Regions from separate parts of the Sus scrofa genome. Here all the other regions are linked to region 1. The links are chromatin contacts, called in public Hi-C and HiChIP or PLAC-seq maps. All regions are on one chromosome and are shown on one strand. The core of a region is the stretch at or near the end of the contact, and the rest is flanking DNA. Distances in the headings are between cores, read along the strand shown. Region 1 holds the start of ATF4 (activating transcription factor 4). Region 2 holds the start of MKL1 (MKL/myocardin-like protein 1). Region 3 overlaps MKL1 (MKL/myocardin-like protein 1). Region 4 holds the start of JOSD1 (josephin-1).

Region 1 (3,610 bases), core at 610-3,109:
TCGCCAGTGAGGGCCTCCTGCTCTGCCCTCTTCTTCTGGCGGTACCGAGTGGCTGCTGTCTTGTTCTGCTCCATCTTCTTCAGCTTCTTATCTAGTTTCTCACCCTTTACTTTTGCTGCTACCACCTTCTCTCCAGGAGGATCATAGGGTTTGGGCCGGACAGAACCACAAGGGGCCCCGGGAGAGAGCAAGCTCCTACTTGGAGAGGCCCTGGAGGTGGAGGGACTGTGCTGGGGAGAGCCCAGATAGGAGTCAGGGCTCATACAGATGCCACTGTCATTATCTGAGGGGGCATCCTCTTCCTTTATGCATTGAGGAATCAAGGTAATGTAAGTAGTGGAGTCTGGCTTCCTATCTCCTTCCGAGATTTCCACTTCACCCTGTATCTCTAAACTAAAGGAATTATCTGGAGTGGAAGACAGGGCCCCTGGGGAAAGGGGAAGAGTTTGCAAGAACGTAAAGGGGGCAACCTGGTCAGTTGTTGGTAAACTTTCTGGGAGATGGCCAATTGGGTTCACTATCTGCGGGGGCTCCTGGAGTGGGGGGTCAAAGAGATCACATGTGTCATCCAACGTGGCCAAAAGCTCATCTGGCATGGTTTCCAGGTCATCTATACCCAACAGGGCATCGAAGTCGAACTCCTTCAGATCCATTTTCTCCACCATCCAGTCTGTCCCGGAGAAAGCATCCTCTGCAAGAGATTTAAGAGGGACGGAACCCAGAGTCAGATGCACGCGGCAGCAAGGCTTTATCACCAGACCCCACCGGCAGGGAAAAGCCCACTCACCCTTGCTGTTGTCTGAGGCACTGACCAACCCATCCACAGCCAGCCATTCGGAGGAGCCCGCCTTAGCTTTGTCGCCGGAGAACCCATGAGGTTTGAAGTGCTTGGCCACCTCCAGATATTCGTCTAAGAGCCCTAAGCTCTCTTCAGCCCCCAAACCCGACGGGTCGAAGGGGGACATCAAGTCCCCCACCAACACCTCGCTGCTCAGGAAGCTCATCTCGGCCATGTTGCGGAGTTTTGATGGAATCGAGGAATGTGCTTAATTCGAAGGTGTCTTTGTCGGTTACAGCAACGCTGCTGCTGAATGCCGTGAGAAGCCTTAACAGGAACCAGAAACCAAGCCCCATTAGAGAACAGCTGGTCTGAGCCTTTCGCCTCTCCACCCCCGGGGCAGGACGGCCAAATCCCGACCCCGTGTGGTTGTTGAGACTTGGGGGCCGCTGGCCCCGGCTGCCAACCTTCCCCGCGTCCGCCTGGCGGCGCAAGATGGACGCCCGGCCGTTCCCCGACCCGCCACCAGAGGAAGGCGCCCGGTCCTCCCGGCCGAGTCCGGCCCCGCCCACGCCCGCCCGTGACTCACGCCGCGGCCGCCGCCCTGCCCCGCCGCCATCTTGGCTGCTGCCACGTTTCGTGGAGCCCCAGGGGGAGCCCCGGCCCCCCGGCCGGGGCCGGAGGTACCGAGGACTTCGCCCCACGCCCGAACAGCGCAGCGGCCTCTCGACCCAGGGGCGCTGGCGCTTCGGCGTCACCCCATCAGCGGCCACGCGTCCCGGGCGCTCGTAAAACCGCTTCCCCCTCCGCGACGCCGCCGGACCGCGCCCCAGCATCAGACAAGAACCCTTCACCGACCCGGGGGGACACGGCCCAGAGCGTCGGGCCCCGGTACTTACGCCATGGCTTAAGCCGCTGGGGGGTGCCGCTGCAGAGCCTGGTGCTGCTGCCGCCGCTGCAAAGGCCAATGCTGCCGCAGGCACTGCTGCCTCTAATACGCCATGGCGGCCGCGGACCCTGCGGGAGCGGAGGAAGAAAAGCGCCCACTCGCAGAAAAGGACTACATCTACAGCGGAGAGGAAAAGAAATGGCGGCGGTTCGCCGAGCGCGGGTCCTTTATAGACTCTGCCTCTGTGGGACGCATCACAGAGAATATTCTTCCGCCTAGGTCACGTGACCAGCGCCTCCCACCCACGCGCTTTCATTTAACCGACGCCCCTACCATTTCCAGTCTCTGACTTTTATGTCGAGGGCGAAACTGTGAGGACCAAATGAGTTACTTTTATTTACAGCCTCAAAAAAGGGCGCACTACTTTACAAGGCTTTTGAGATCTAAGGATCACCACCGTCCGCTGCCGGGATGCGCGGAAGGATCTTGCACAGCTACTTCCGGTGCTAGCCCGAGAGGCGGAGACGAGTCTTTCACCCCAAGAAGGGCTTTTATTGTGAAGTACGAGGTCTCCTGGTTATCGCGCGAGCTACTGGCGGAGAGCGCGCGTCGAAATGATTGGTTAGGCATGGTGAGTCATATATACATCGAGTTTCTATTGGCTCAGGCTCCGAGGCGGGCGGGTTGTTCAGCGAGGGAGCCCCTGATCTGCGCGGGAAGGTGGGTGAGGTTCCCGCCGCCGGGCCCCGGCGTCCTGCTCGCCGTAGCGCCGCTCTGCAAAGGCTCCCTCAGCCCCGCCCACCCAGCTGGCCTTGATTGCCCCGGGCAGCCCTGGCCCAGATCCAAATAGTGGCGTTAGGTCCGAATCCTCGTGGTCCTTTCCTGCCGCCCTTGGAGAAGCTCCGAACTAGGGACCGGGTTTAGGCCCGAATGTGAAACTAGTCAAGAGTAAATGTTATTTCGTCTGTTTTCACTTGCACACACTTGCAGAATACTGAGGACGTGTGAACCCTTCAGTAACTGGAAGGGGAGACTGATGACCTCAGCTGAGATCCACCTACCATCAAAGGCCTGCTCTGCGTCCTGACTCAACTCTGTAGAGGCGAGTCGAGTGGAGGAAATCCATAATCCTGTGGTCTAAACAATTGTATTTTTACATATCCATTCTGCTAAAATACAAGTTTCCTTTTATGTTAAAGAATGAAACCTATGACAGGGGAACTTCTTTCAGTTTATGTAGTTTCACTTCCCCTAAAAATGAGGTATTTTATTTAGCTGCTCTTTCTCACTCTAGGGTAGTTTCAATTATTTACCAACTCTGTAACTCCGCGGCATAACCACTTCCCAGCAAGTCCTACTGCCTGGGTGCTTGATCAGACCTGCCCACTTAGGGGAATTTGTGTGTTTGGAGGCCACAGTCCAGGTTAGGGCCAGTAACTTGCCCTCTCTACTGGGGAACTGTCAAGAGCTAGGAGAAAGCTCTTTCACCATCTTCCAGTCCTCCAATCAGGCCCTGTAGGGAAACCTTGAGTTTCCACTCCCCTTCATTTCAGTGGGCCCTACAAATATTATTTCTATGAGGACAGTGAGGTCAAAAATTGGTCAGGCACTTCCTACATAACAACTAACCATTCATTGATTTGAGTCAGTCTAGCCCAACCATTTCTTTACAGTGGTAAGCTGATGACTAAAGGCATGACATGTCTTGCCTGGTGTGGGCAGTATGGGGTAGGAGTTATGACAGATTTAAGGGCCAATTCCAAAAAATCTTGGCTTTCCCATTTATTAGTGGAGACATTCTGGTTAAGTGACTTACCCCCACTGAGTCTTCGTTTCCTGATCTGTAAAACGAGGCTAATGATGGGTATCCTCATCCTTAGAATGAAGTTAAGATAATATATTCACAGCACTGAGCCGTGCGCCTGGTACCTGGTAAGTGCTGG
Region 2 (3,610 bases), core at 698-3,197, 990 kb before region 1:
TCATTGCAAGTGTTGGCAAGGATGTGGAGAGCTGGAATCCTCCTACCGGGTTGGTGGGAGTGTAAAGCGGTGCAGCCACTTTCAAAAACAGTTTAGCAGCTTCTCATGGTGTTACACACAGTTACCAGATGAGCCAGCAAGTCCACGCCTGGGTCTAAACCCAAGAGAAAGTAAAGCATGTCCACACAGCGGGGCTCCCTGGCCCCGCCTTCTGGGTGCAGAGCCCGGCCAAGGCCCTGTCCCAGGCCAGCGTGTCCCCGTGCAGAGTGGCCATGCTGGGAACTGGGGGGAGGGCCCCTGGGAGGTTGGGGATGGGGGTCGTGTCGCACTGTCCCACATGTCAGAGCAGCCGTGATGAATGGAGGGAGACACAGGGAGATGCAGAAGTCACCCGATTTCACAGGATTTCTCTGAAATCCCGCGGTACCAGAATGGGGTCTGCTCTGTGGCTTCAGGTGGGGGTGCCCAGGGGTCTGAGGTTCCCCGGGTGGGACTGGAGACTGGGGACTCCGCGGAGAGGCTGCCCCAGCCCTCGGCGCGCTTCTGTGGGAAGGCCTGAGGTTTAGGTGAAGCGTGTGGTGTTTAGAAGTAACATTGTTGGTGATTAGAGCAACACTGTTTCCGTAACACTGTTTCTGAGTCTAGTGCGTTGGAGAGAGAGGAATAAGCCCGGAGCGTTGCATGAAGCTCAGCCTGAGTGGTTCAGGGCGGAGCCCCCTGCACGTTGTGGTGTTTTCGTTGCTGCACTTGGGACTGTTCCCCGCCTGCAACCGCCCTGTGGCTGGACGGCTGTCCCTCCAGGCCCACGGTCCTGTCAGTGTAGACCACTGCAGGAAGGATCCCTGGAGTCTTGGTGAAAAGCTTTGTGCAGGCATTGGGTGGGGCTTCCCCTCATATTTATGATCTTAATTTATACAGAGCCCACCGTGCCGCACAGGCCTCCTGTATCGCTATGTACATATCCACCTCTGGGGTTGTAAGTACCCTGTTCTGTGTATAAATAAAACTGGCCTGTTTTTGAAAAACAAAAATAAAAACATGTCCACACAAAAACCTGTACACAGGAGTTCCCTGGTGGCCTAGTGGGTTATGGATCTTGTATTGTCACTGCTGTGGCTCAGGTCACTGCTGTGGCACAGGTTCAATCCCTGGCCTGGGAGCTTTTGCATGCCATGAGTGTGGCAAAAAAAATCCAAAACCTGTGCACAAATGTTCATAGCAGCATTAGTCATGATAACCAAAAAGTAGAAACAACCCAAAGGTCCATAAACTGAATGGAAAAATAAAATGTAGTATAATCACACAATAGAATATTATTCAGCCATGAAAAAGAATGAAGTACTGATACTTGCTACAACATGATTGAACCTTGAAATCGCTACACTAAGTGAAAGAAGCCGATCACAAAGACTATATGGCTTATGATTCTATCTTTATGAGATGCCCCATGTAGGCAAATCTTTGGAGCTATAAAGTAGGTTAGTGAATGCCTAGGGCTGGGCGAAAGGTGGGGTGGGGGAAGGAAATGACTGCTGATGACTAGGAGTTCTTCCATGGGGTGATGAAAATGTTCTAAAATTTACTGTGGTGATGGTTGCACCACTCCGTGAATATACGAAAAACCATTGAATCATACCTTTCAAAAGATGTGTTTTATGGTATATGAATTACATCTCAATAAATCTGTTTTGAAAAAGCGGGTGAGGGTGGGAGGGCTGTAACCACAGGAAGCCTTGAGGAAGGCACAGTCTCTTCTCCGTTTTCAGGGCAAGTATCTAGTCTCTCCCTCCTCGCCCAGCCTCCTGGGAGCCTCGTCCAGCTACAGCTTGCCCACATTTGGAGGATATTAGGACTGCCCTTTGGGAACAACTTTGAACACTCTTTGCTGAAAGGGACTTCCTAGGAACACCTTCGACATCTGAACTGTGGTGTCAAGTTGGGCTTCAGCTGATTCTGCTGACAATGTTGGACTCAGTACTTGGGTGGATTTACAGCTTGGCTCTGCTGCTGACTTGCTGTGTCATCCAGTAAGTCCCCGACCTGCTCTGTGCCAAATGGTAACCAGAGTAAAATGAGCCTGCCTTGGGATTCTCCTTGCTGCAGGCTTTTTTTGTATGTGTTGGGGCGGGGAGGTGGGGGTGCTGGCAAAATGAGAGTAACTAACATTTGCACAGGCTTTTTTTACACACATGCCTTTTCTTAGCTGACCCCGTGGAACAGATAAGATCCACAGCGCAGATGTAGATACGGAGGTTCCTAGAGTTGGGTGACTCTCAGGGCCGTCCAGCTGGCGGTGCTGCACCCCACGCCTAGGCCTTCTGCTCTTCTGATTCCAAATTCTGAGTTCATTCCTCTCCATGGCACTCCCTTTTTTTTTTTTTTTTTTTTCTTTTTAAATAATGATTTTTATTTTTTCTGTTATAGTTGGTTTGGGCCCCCTTCTGATGACTCTCTTTCTTTCGGCTTCTGAAATGCCTACATAGAGAAAAGGACTTACCTTTCAAATTGGTGCCAGCCACTGTGTTTTCAGCCCTTGCAGACAGCCCCTCTCCAGCCTTCCCTCTCTGGCCATTTGCCTGCTGGTTGCCTCTCACCCACTTCAGTTCTGCAGCATCTGGGCTCTGATCTCACCCAGCTGAACAAGGCTGGCTCACCCTCTGATGGTGGGTAAATGTTTGCAGAAAGCTTTGAGGTGGGGCTGGAATGAAAACCCAGCTCTCTTTTTTTTTTTTTTTTTTTTTTTTCTGCTTTTTAGGGCCGCACCCACAGCATATGGAGATTCCCAGGCTAGGGGTCGAATCGGAGCTACAGCTGCTGGCCTACACCACAGCCATAGCAACTTGGGATCTGAGCTGCATCTGCAGCCTACACTGAGGCTCACGGCAACGCCAGATCCTTAACCCACTGAGCAAGGCCAAGAGTCAAACCCACATCCTCATGAACTCCGAGAAGCCAGTTCTTTTTCAGAAGAGCTTTAAACCCCAGTTTTTTATTAGGGTACCCAGGACGCTTCATGATCTGGCCTCTACCCACCTGTCAGGCCTCTGCCTCCACCACCTCCTATTTCTCCCCGTGTCATATTTCAGTGGCTTAGCATTGCTACAAAGTGTCCCATGCTTCTCCAACGTCTACACACAATGGCCCCTTGGATTTTTCTTTGCTTGTCTGCCTCCTAAGCTCTTTTTCAAAATGCCCCAGAATGTCCTTCGCCCCCAGCTCCCTTCTGCTCCCTGCTCTGTCCTCCACCAAACATCCAGCACGACAAATATCCTCCACCAAACATCCTGCTGGTCCCGCACCCAGGTCCCTCTACCAGGCTGGTGCGCCCACCCTCCAGCTGCTGAGACTGAGGGCTCCAAGGGACTGACAGCTATCCCAGCTGTCCCCTTGCGTGGAGACTTGCCCATGGCTGACAGGAGCCTCCTTGCCGGGGAGGTTACCATCCCCATAAGCCAGCAGCCAGCGCCTGAAAGGGGAGTAGAAAAGGCCTGTCCCTTTGACTCAAGGGGAATCATTCCGCAGCACAGCTGTGTCCAGGGCTCCCCTCCCCGCAGCACATACACACCCTCTGGACCAGGTCAAGGCTAGACTGACCTGGGCTAGACTGACC
Region 3 (3,610 bases), core at 386-2,885, 770 kb before region 1:
ACTTTAGGTTTTGTGTGGCTTCTCAGCCTGCCGAGCTTGGAGGTGGGGTGACAGTGACAGGAACCAGGCATTCAGAATGGGAACCGGCCCCTAAACAGCCTCGGGCACAAACTCCTTGGGGGAGAGAGGGGGTCAGCTCGAGCCCCTCCCTCCGCCCCATGCTGCCTGAACCAGACCCTAGGGAGGCAGTCTGGCTGCAGGGGGACCCTCCCACATCGCCTTCCTGGGGTGCACGGGCCTGGACTGCTGCCCTCACCCCACACTGGGTCTCTCTCTGCTCTGCTCTTGTGCAGCCTTCGTCCCAGCCTGGTTCTCCAGCTCCCGGCCCACCAGCCCAGATGGACCTGGAGCACCCACCACAGCCCCTTTTTGGGACCCCTGCGTCTCTGCCAAAGAAGGAGCCCCCGGGCTATGAGGAAGCCGTGAGCCAGCAGCCCAGACAGCAGGTAAAGGGGATCCCACTGGGGCAGCCGGGAGCCAGCCTCATAGGGCAGAGAGGCCTCAGCGAGCGGCTGTCCTGGGCAGGACTGCGCCGAGCCAGGCTGAGGGCTCCTGTTCTAGATTCTCATCTTTTTTTCCTATTTTTGTCCCATAGGAAAATGCTTCCTCGAGCCAGCAGATGGATGACCTGTTTGACATCCTGATTCAGAGCGGAGGTAAAGGCCGGCCCACGCCTCGTTTCCACCCTCTCTCTCCTCATAGGTTGTCTGCAGCCCCAGGAGGCTCGCTTTAGTTCTTGAACACGGTGCAGGGCAGGCCTGGTACTTTGGATGGGGTCACGTCTGAGACGCGTCCCTTCGCCAAGGCCTGGGCGAGAATCCCCGTGGGGGTGCAGTGCCCACCCCGACCCGCCGTGTGGCCAGCGCTGTCCCGGCCGCCCAGGAGTGGCAGTGAGCAAAAGGGATGCGGGGCTCTGCGGGGCTTCCAGCCAAGTGTGGGGCAATGGGCGACGAGTCCAGTAAGGAGGGACCTTGTCATATGTTAGGGTGTCATGAGCAGCAGGGAAGACCAGGGGCTCAGGCGCTGACGTGCCCTCGGGGTCCCCGATTCTGATCTCAGGGAGACGCCGATTCCAGGGTCTGCAGTGGGGCCCGAGGTGCGTTTCTAACAAGTGCAAGTGGCACTGAGGCTCCGGGAGTTCTAGACAGAGCTGCAACTGGGAGGGCAGAGGCTACCAGAGACAGCCGAGAAGGGAGCTGGGGAGAGCTGCCTGCCCCCAAAGGGACACTGAGAAGTGGCCAGGATGCCAGGAGAGAGGGCATTTGAGGGCAGGTGGGGCTAAGGCGTGGACGGAGCTGGTCACCAAGTGAGAGCAGCCTGCTGGCTGGGAGAACAGGACCTAAAGGGTCAGGGAGCAAGCCTTTCTGCAGAGGTTTTTTTTTTTTTTTTTTTTTTTTTATTGTAGTAAAATATTCCTGACATAGTTTGCCATAATAACTATTTTTACACGTACACCTCTGTGGCATTATGTTCATTTAGTGTTGTGCAACTATCACCACCATCACTTCTAGAACTTTTCCATCAGCCTGCACTGACACTCGTTACACTTTACAGCTCACTCCCCCTTCCTCCCTCCCCACAGTAACCTCTCTTCCTCTTTCAGTCTCTCTGATTTACGAAGGGGAATCATACAGTATTTGTCCTTTTGTTTCTGGCAGCCTCACTTAGCATTATGCCCTCAAGGTTCAGCCGGGTCGTAGCTCATAGCCGATTTTCCTTCCTTTTTGTGGCTGAATAATATTCCATTGTGTAAATATACCGCATTGTATTTATCTTTATCCACTGGATGTTGGGGTTGTTTCCACTTTTGGCTCTTGTGAGTCAATGCTCTTATCAACACGGGTATTTGTTTGAGTGCCTGCTTTGGGGTATGTACCCAGAAGTGGAATTGCTGGATCACATGATGATTCTATATTTAACTTTTTGAGGAACCTAAAAGCTTTTCCACACAGCTGTACTATTTCCATTCATATGAGCAATGCCTAAGGGTTCCAGCTGCTCCACATCCTTACCAACCTATTTTCAAAACAATTTTTAAATAGCCTAGTGGTTGTGAAGTCATTCTTCACTGTGGTTTTAATTTGCATTTCCCTAATGACTAAGAATGTTGGGCATTTTATCTTTTCATGTGCTTGTGGGCCATTTGTGTATCTTCCATTGGAGAAATGTCTACTGCATTCCCTGCCCATTTCCCAGTTGGGTTTTGTTGTTGATTTGTGGGAGTTCTTCATTCTGAGTATCAGTCACTTAACAGACGATTTTCAGGTATTTTCCCCCATTGCATGGGTTGCCTTTTCACTCTCTGATTTTTGGCCATGCCTGCAGCATGCAGAAGTTCCCAGGCCTGGGGTTGAACCTGTGCCACAGTAGTGACAATGCCAGGTTCTTAACCCACTAGGCCACCAGGAAACTCCACTTTTTTTTTTTTTTTTAAGTACAGTTGTTTTGCAGTTGCTATATAGTCTTTTCACTCAGTTGATGGTGACCTTTGATGCACAAAAGTTTAAAATTTTTACATAGTCCAGTGAATTTTTTCTTTCCTTGTCTATGCCTTTGTGGTTATAACCAAGAAATCATTACTAAATCCAGCATCATGAATATGTTCCCTTTTAAGAGCTTTGTAGATTTTAGCTCCTAAATTTAGGTATTTGACCCATTTGGAGTGCATCTTTGTACGCAGTGTAAGGCAGGGTCCAGCTGCATGTCTTCAGGCTGGTTTCTGACACCCTTTCACTTTCTGGTTGGCAGAGATTTCAGCAGATTTCAAGGAACCAGGGAAGGAGAAGTCCCCCTCGACGACAGGAGCCTGCAGGTCACCCCTGGCCGCACAGCCCTCGCCCTCCGCCGAGCTCCCTCAGGCCGCCCCACCTCCCTCGGGCTCACCGGCCCTCCCTGGGCGCCTGGAGGACTTCCTGGAGAGCAGCACAGGGCTGCCCCTGCTGACGGGCGGGCACGAGGGGCCAGAGCCCCTCTCCCTCATCGACGACCTCCACAGCCAGATGCTGAGCAGCTCTGCCATCCTGGACCACCCCCCCTCCCCCATGGACACCTCGGAATTGCACTTTGCACCTGAGCCCAGCAGCGTGGGCCTGGACCTGGCCGACGGCCACCTGGACGGCATGGACTGGCTGGAGCTGTCGTCAGGCGGGCCCGTGCTCAGCCTGGCCCCGCTCAGCACCACGGCCCCCAGCCTCTTCTCCACGGACTTCCTCGATGGCCATGACCTACAGCTGCACTGGGACTCCTGCTTGTAGCTCTGGGGCCCCCCGCAGAGCCCATCCAGGGGCTGGGGAGGAGCTGGAAAGCTGGAGAACTCGGCAACTCCAGGGAGCACGGAGCGCGGTGCTGTCCTGCCCGATCCAGCCTGTCCACGTGGTTGTGAGTCCTGACAATCACAGGCCCAGCCGTCCCCTCCATGGGGGCTGGAGCAGGCGCCCCTCTACCTGGCTCTTGCTCACCAAGAAGAAAAGCTGCCAAAAGCAGCTCTGGGTCCCACCCCAGGGTTGTGGAGACCTGGGTGGGCCAGGGGCTTCTATCTGACCTCCTTCTGTGAAGTTGGGGTGCACTTGCTGGCTGCCGTTTGCTCAGGAGGCAAGGGGACATCGCCGCC
Region 4 (3,610 bases), core at 653-3,152, 580 kb after region 1:
ACCCCAATTCAAACCACTATCAAAACAAGTTTTAGCGTCTTGGAATTCCTGTTTCAAAAGACCGAAAAGCTTGATGAAATTAGGTACTAGTCAAACTCTAATAACGCTGGCCATGGCTACTTGTCCCAGACAGCAAGCAAGACCTTCAGTTTTCAAGCATCCAATTGAGGGTTAAGAGGCAACCTCTTCTTGTTCCTGTGTGCAACTACAATCAAATCTTATCTGTACAAACACAGCTGGGAATCTGGGACAGAAGTCATCCAACTCCAAAGGTCTTGATAATAGTTCAATTTTCTGGCGAAATTGCTCACCACTATTCTACATATGTCTCCATGAAAGAGATAAAAATATTAAAATCTCAATGTGGCAGAAGAGCCAAATATCATGGCATTATAATCTAGAATAATGTTGATATTTAGCATCTTACCTACTGGCTCTTCCAGAAAGAATTCAAGTTCGGGATATGTTTACACGTGATGATAGACTAAAAAAAAAAATGCCTTTCTCACTTGAGGGCTTTGCCCAGAAAAAAAATATTCTCAGTGAAGGTGCTTTTGAATTGAACAGAGATCCGAAGTCACATTTTAGAGAGGGAATTCCTTACCATCTTTACATCCTCTTTCTGAAGACAGGTAAAAACCAAGGTTCAAATCCTACTAGTTGTGTGACCTCAGGCAAGTTAAACTACTTAAAGCAATGTTTGCAAGCCTCAATTACAAATCTCAAGCAAATATAACTGTAAACCTTAGGTGGCTTACACATTGTAAAAATTTAAGGTAATTCGAAAGTTGTTTGGACCAGGGCTCAGGACTCCCAACCTCGTGGTAGGCACTCAAGCCAAGGGTGTTAAGTGATAATTTCGTGCTGAGTAATGGTGTTAAAAAGAGGCCCAAAATTAAGCCCCACCAAGATTTAACACTTAAACCTAATTGCATTTTCAGCCTCTACCAGGAGTAGAAACTTAAACAATCAGTCTCTAATTTCCTGAACAACACTATTGGGGTAATCGGCCTGATAAGACCCCTTGCCTTTCTAAAAGGGAATATGACCTACCGCGATACAATCCACTTTCTTCTGTCTATTAAAAATCTCCTATTTCGTACTGCTTCTCGGATTGCCTTTCTATTTACTAGATAGGATGCTGCCTGATTTATAAATTGTTTAATAAAGCCAACTAGATTTTCAGTTGAATTTTGAAATCTAGCCAACTAGATTTTCAATTGTCTTTTAACAGTGTTGAGTCGTGTTGAAGTAGGGTTAAAGAAATGACTGAATTGTTAAGTGTGACCTTTTCTTTTATTGTTTTTCCAACTTCCTGAACAAAAATCCAAAAGGAGAGCAACTACAGTGGATGATGAATATTCGCCGATGCCTTCCACATGTCTTTGGGTTAAAAAAAAAAAAAAAAAAAATCCATGCAGGACTGAGTTCATCTTCCTGACACACACAATGCACTTAGGCCCTGAGAAAAGAGGAAAGCTCTATGGCCGCCACGGTGAGACCAGAGCAGAAGGTGAGAGGACAGTGGTCAGTGAGTAAGACGCCGAAATATGACACCAAGGAGCTGAAACGACTCTCTAGTCCACTAGAAACGTGACTCCCGAAGAGGCACTTACCCAGAGAGCTCCTGGAAAGTGAAGGCGGTCGGGCCCACTAAACCAAGAGAATTTGCGCCCGACCGCGTCAACAAGGTACTTTGAAATCACCTGGGGGAACGACGTGCTAGACAAGCATAAAACGGTCAGTGCAGGAGCAGCTAGCCCAGGTTCACGAAAGCACTGGGCCCAAGAAGCCTAGTCAGGGAGAGGGGAGGGGTGAGGAGAACCTTGACGTGCAGCCGCTGGCCCGGTCACCGCCCCGGAACGGAGCCGACGCCCGAGGGAGAGAAGGGGAGGGAAAAGGAGGCGAGGGGCGGGACAGACATCGGGGCGGGACTCCCGCCGGCCGCACGGCCTGCCCAGTCCCGGAAGGAACAGAGCCAAGGAACCGGGCATCAGCCCTACCTGCAGCGAGCCGACGTCGCTGCCCCTGCCGCTGCCACAACCGCTGCTGGGCTCCCAATCTCGCACCCCTAGGGTGGCCAACGCTGCCCGCTCCCACCAAACACCTGGCGGCCACAGCTCCAAAGCCCGCGCCGCTGACGTCAGGCTGACGTCAGACGTGACGCTGCGGCGGGGCGGGAGCAGGGACGGCGAAGGAGGGCGTTTCCGGAGCACGCGCCGGGCGGGGGCCGCTGACGTCGGGCTCAGGTGCGCGCGCCCGCCCGCACGCGGCCCAGGTGGTGGCCCGCAGCTCCAGGTGGCGGCCTGCAGCGGTGAGGGGGGCAACCGGCAGTGCGTTCTCAAGCTGTCCGGGTGGCGCGGGGGACCGGGCTAGGGCCGGGGCTAGGGGACCGGTGGGAAGGCGCCTCGGCTTGCACTCACGTGATGGGCGGGGAGGTTGGGGTGGGGGCGGCGAGCTGGGTGGGCCCGGGCCCCCAGGGCGAGGCGTATTGTCTGGCCCCACCCCTCGCGGGCCTGCCAGTCGCTGCGCAGGACCTTCCCTAGGGCTGGGACCAGACTCGCCGCGCCGCTTACCCGCGCCACCCGGTCCCCCGCGGCGGCCGGCCGGACTGCCGGAGCTGACAGGAGTTGTCTCCTCGTAGGGCTGCGCCGAGAGGGCGAGAATCCGCACTTGCCGGGGGAGCTGCGCCCGCCTCGGCCCCTTGGGGCCCCACCGCGCCCGAGGGGATGGAGAACCTCCCCCGAGACCCCAGCACGGCCCGCGATCCCACTCTGGCCGGCCCTCGCTAGCTGCTCGAAATCTGCGTTTTATCCACCACCTAGGCCTTGTCTCCTGAGTCAGTGGCGTTGTGGTTCGAAAGAAATGGAAGAAAAGGAGCGATGTGACCGATTCCGTTCGGTCCTCCTGCCTTGAGGCCTGGTTGGCATTTGCAGAAAGGAAAATACAGCAAGAAAATTGTAGGGTTTTTGGAGGGGGTGGAAGAGGAAGGTAGAAGAGGGGAAACAAGGACTTAGGTTTTATATGAATTTCTAAAACTTCTGCACTTTGACAGCGGTGGCGAAATACACTAAACCTTACCTTTCTATTGAGAAGAGAGAGAGGGAAATTATTTTTCCTTTTGATTCCAACCTTTTCTCTCCGTGACAAGGCATAAATCATGGACACCAGAAACTAAGGTGGACCTCAGGAATTCTGAAAAGACTGAGAAGCTTATATTCCTCCTCAGGAGGGAAGGGTAGGGTGTTTTTAGCCCTCTCTGGAACTTAAAACAAAAAACATGAGTTGCGTGCCATGGAAAGGAGACAAGGCCAAATCTGAATCATTGGAGCTGCCCCAGGCAGCACCCCCACAAATCTACCATGAGAAACAGCGCAGGGAGCTTTGTGCTCTGCATGCCCTCAATAACGTCTTCCAGGACAGCAATGCCTTCACCCGGGAAACGCTGCAAGAGATTTTCCAGAGGTAGGGGACCCTTTCTTTCTGGCATCTTTATACCTTTTTATTTTATTTATTTATTTATTTTTGCTGTTTCCGAATTTCTGTTTGTGGGGTAATGTCTCTGCTGCATAAACCTTCAAACCAACAGGCATTATTAGGTAGCTGTTGT

What was found. Hi-C and Micro-C count contacts between places; a contact is called where the count stands out from the background. HiChIP or PLAC-seq counts read pairs in DNA pulled down with a chosen protein or histone mark.
Region 2: a contact with region 1 is called in an H3K27ac HiChIP or PLAC-seq map of skeletal muscle, with 5 times the contacts expected there. The contact joins the promoter of MKL1 here to the promoter of ATF4 in region 1. A contact is called at or near these places in 4 of 47 Hi-C or Micro-C datasets (embryonic fibroblasts, mesenteric adipose tissue, omental adipose tissue and 1 more) and 1 of 2 datasets of contacts at active chromatin or transcription factors (skeletal muscle).
Region 3: a contact with region 1 is called in a Hi-C map of embryonic fibroblasts, with 4 times the contacts expected there. The contact joins the enhancer-like site here to the promoter of ATF4 in region 1. A contact is called at or near these places in 1 of 5 promoter capture datasets (fetal liver), 1 of 47 Hi-C or Micro-C datasets (embryonic fibroblasts) and 2 of 2 datasets of contacts at active chromatin or transcription factors (alveolar macrophages and skeletal muscle).
Region 4: a contact with region 1 is called in a Hi-C map of liver, with 6 times the contacts expected there. The contact joins the promoter of JOSD1 here to the promoter of ATF4 in region 1. A contact is called at or near these places in 1 of 47 Hi-C or Micro-C datasets (liver) and 1 of 2 datasets of contacts at active chromatin or transcription factors (alveolar macrophages).

Annotation. Positions count from the first base shown.
Region 1 is chr5:8,743,177-8,746,786 of Sscrofa11.1, forward strand. ATF4 (activating transcription factor 4) reads right to left here and starts at 1,860. Exons shown (of 4, transcript NM_001123078.1): 1 at 1,678-1,860; 2 at 788-1,105; 3 at 1-691. The coding sequence starts at 1,013.
Region 2 is chr5:7,749,403-7,753,012 of Sscrofa11.1, forward strand. It overlaps MKL1 (MKL/myocardin-like protein 1), which reads left to right and starts at 1,948. Exons shown (of 16, transcript XM_021092835.1): 1 at 1,948-2,027. The coding sequence starts at 1,963. It also overlaps a transcript of MCHR1 not described here.
Region 3 is chr5:7,971,681-7,975,290 of Sscrofa11.1, forward strand. It overlaps MKL1 (MKL/myocardin-like protein 1), which reads left to right. Exons shown (of 16, transcript XM_021092835.1): 14 at 294-446; 15 at 596-656; 16 at 2,749-3,610. The coding sequence ends at 3,254. Among named protein-coding and RNA genes, the nearest start is that of SGSM3, 44 kb to the right of the region's middle. Within about 2 kb of position 1,636, at least 17 of the 83 cell types and tissues checked have an H3K27ac peak or open chromatin away from gene starts, as enhancers often do. A contact at or near this core is called in alveolar macrophages, embryonic fibroblasts, fetal liver and 1 more, where this site is marked.
Region 4 is chr5:9,320,030-9,323,639 of Sscrofa11.1, forward strand. It overlaps JOSD1 (josephin-1), which reads left to right and starts at 1,903. Exons shown (of 5, transcript XM_013988199.2): 1 at 1,903-2,314; 2 at 2,645-3,465. The coding sequence starts at 3,281. It overlaps GTPBP1 (GTP-binding protein 1), which reads right to left and starts at 2,163. Exons shown (of 12, transcript XM_021091480.1): 1 at 1-2,163.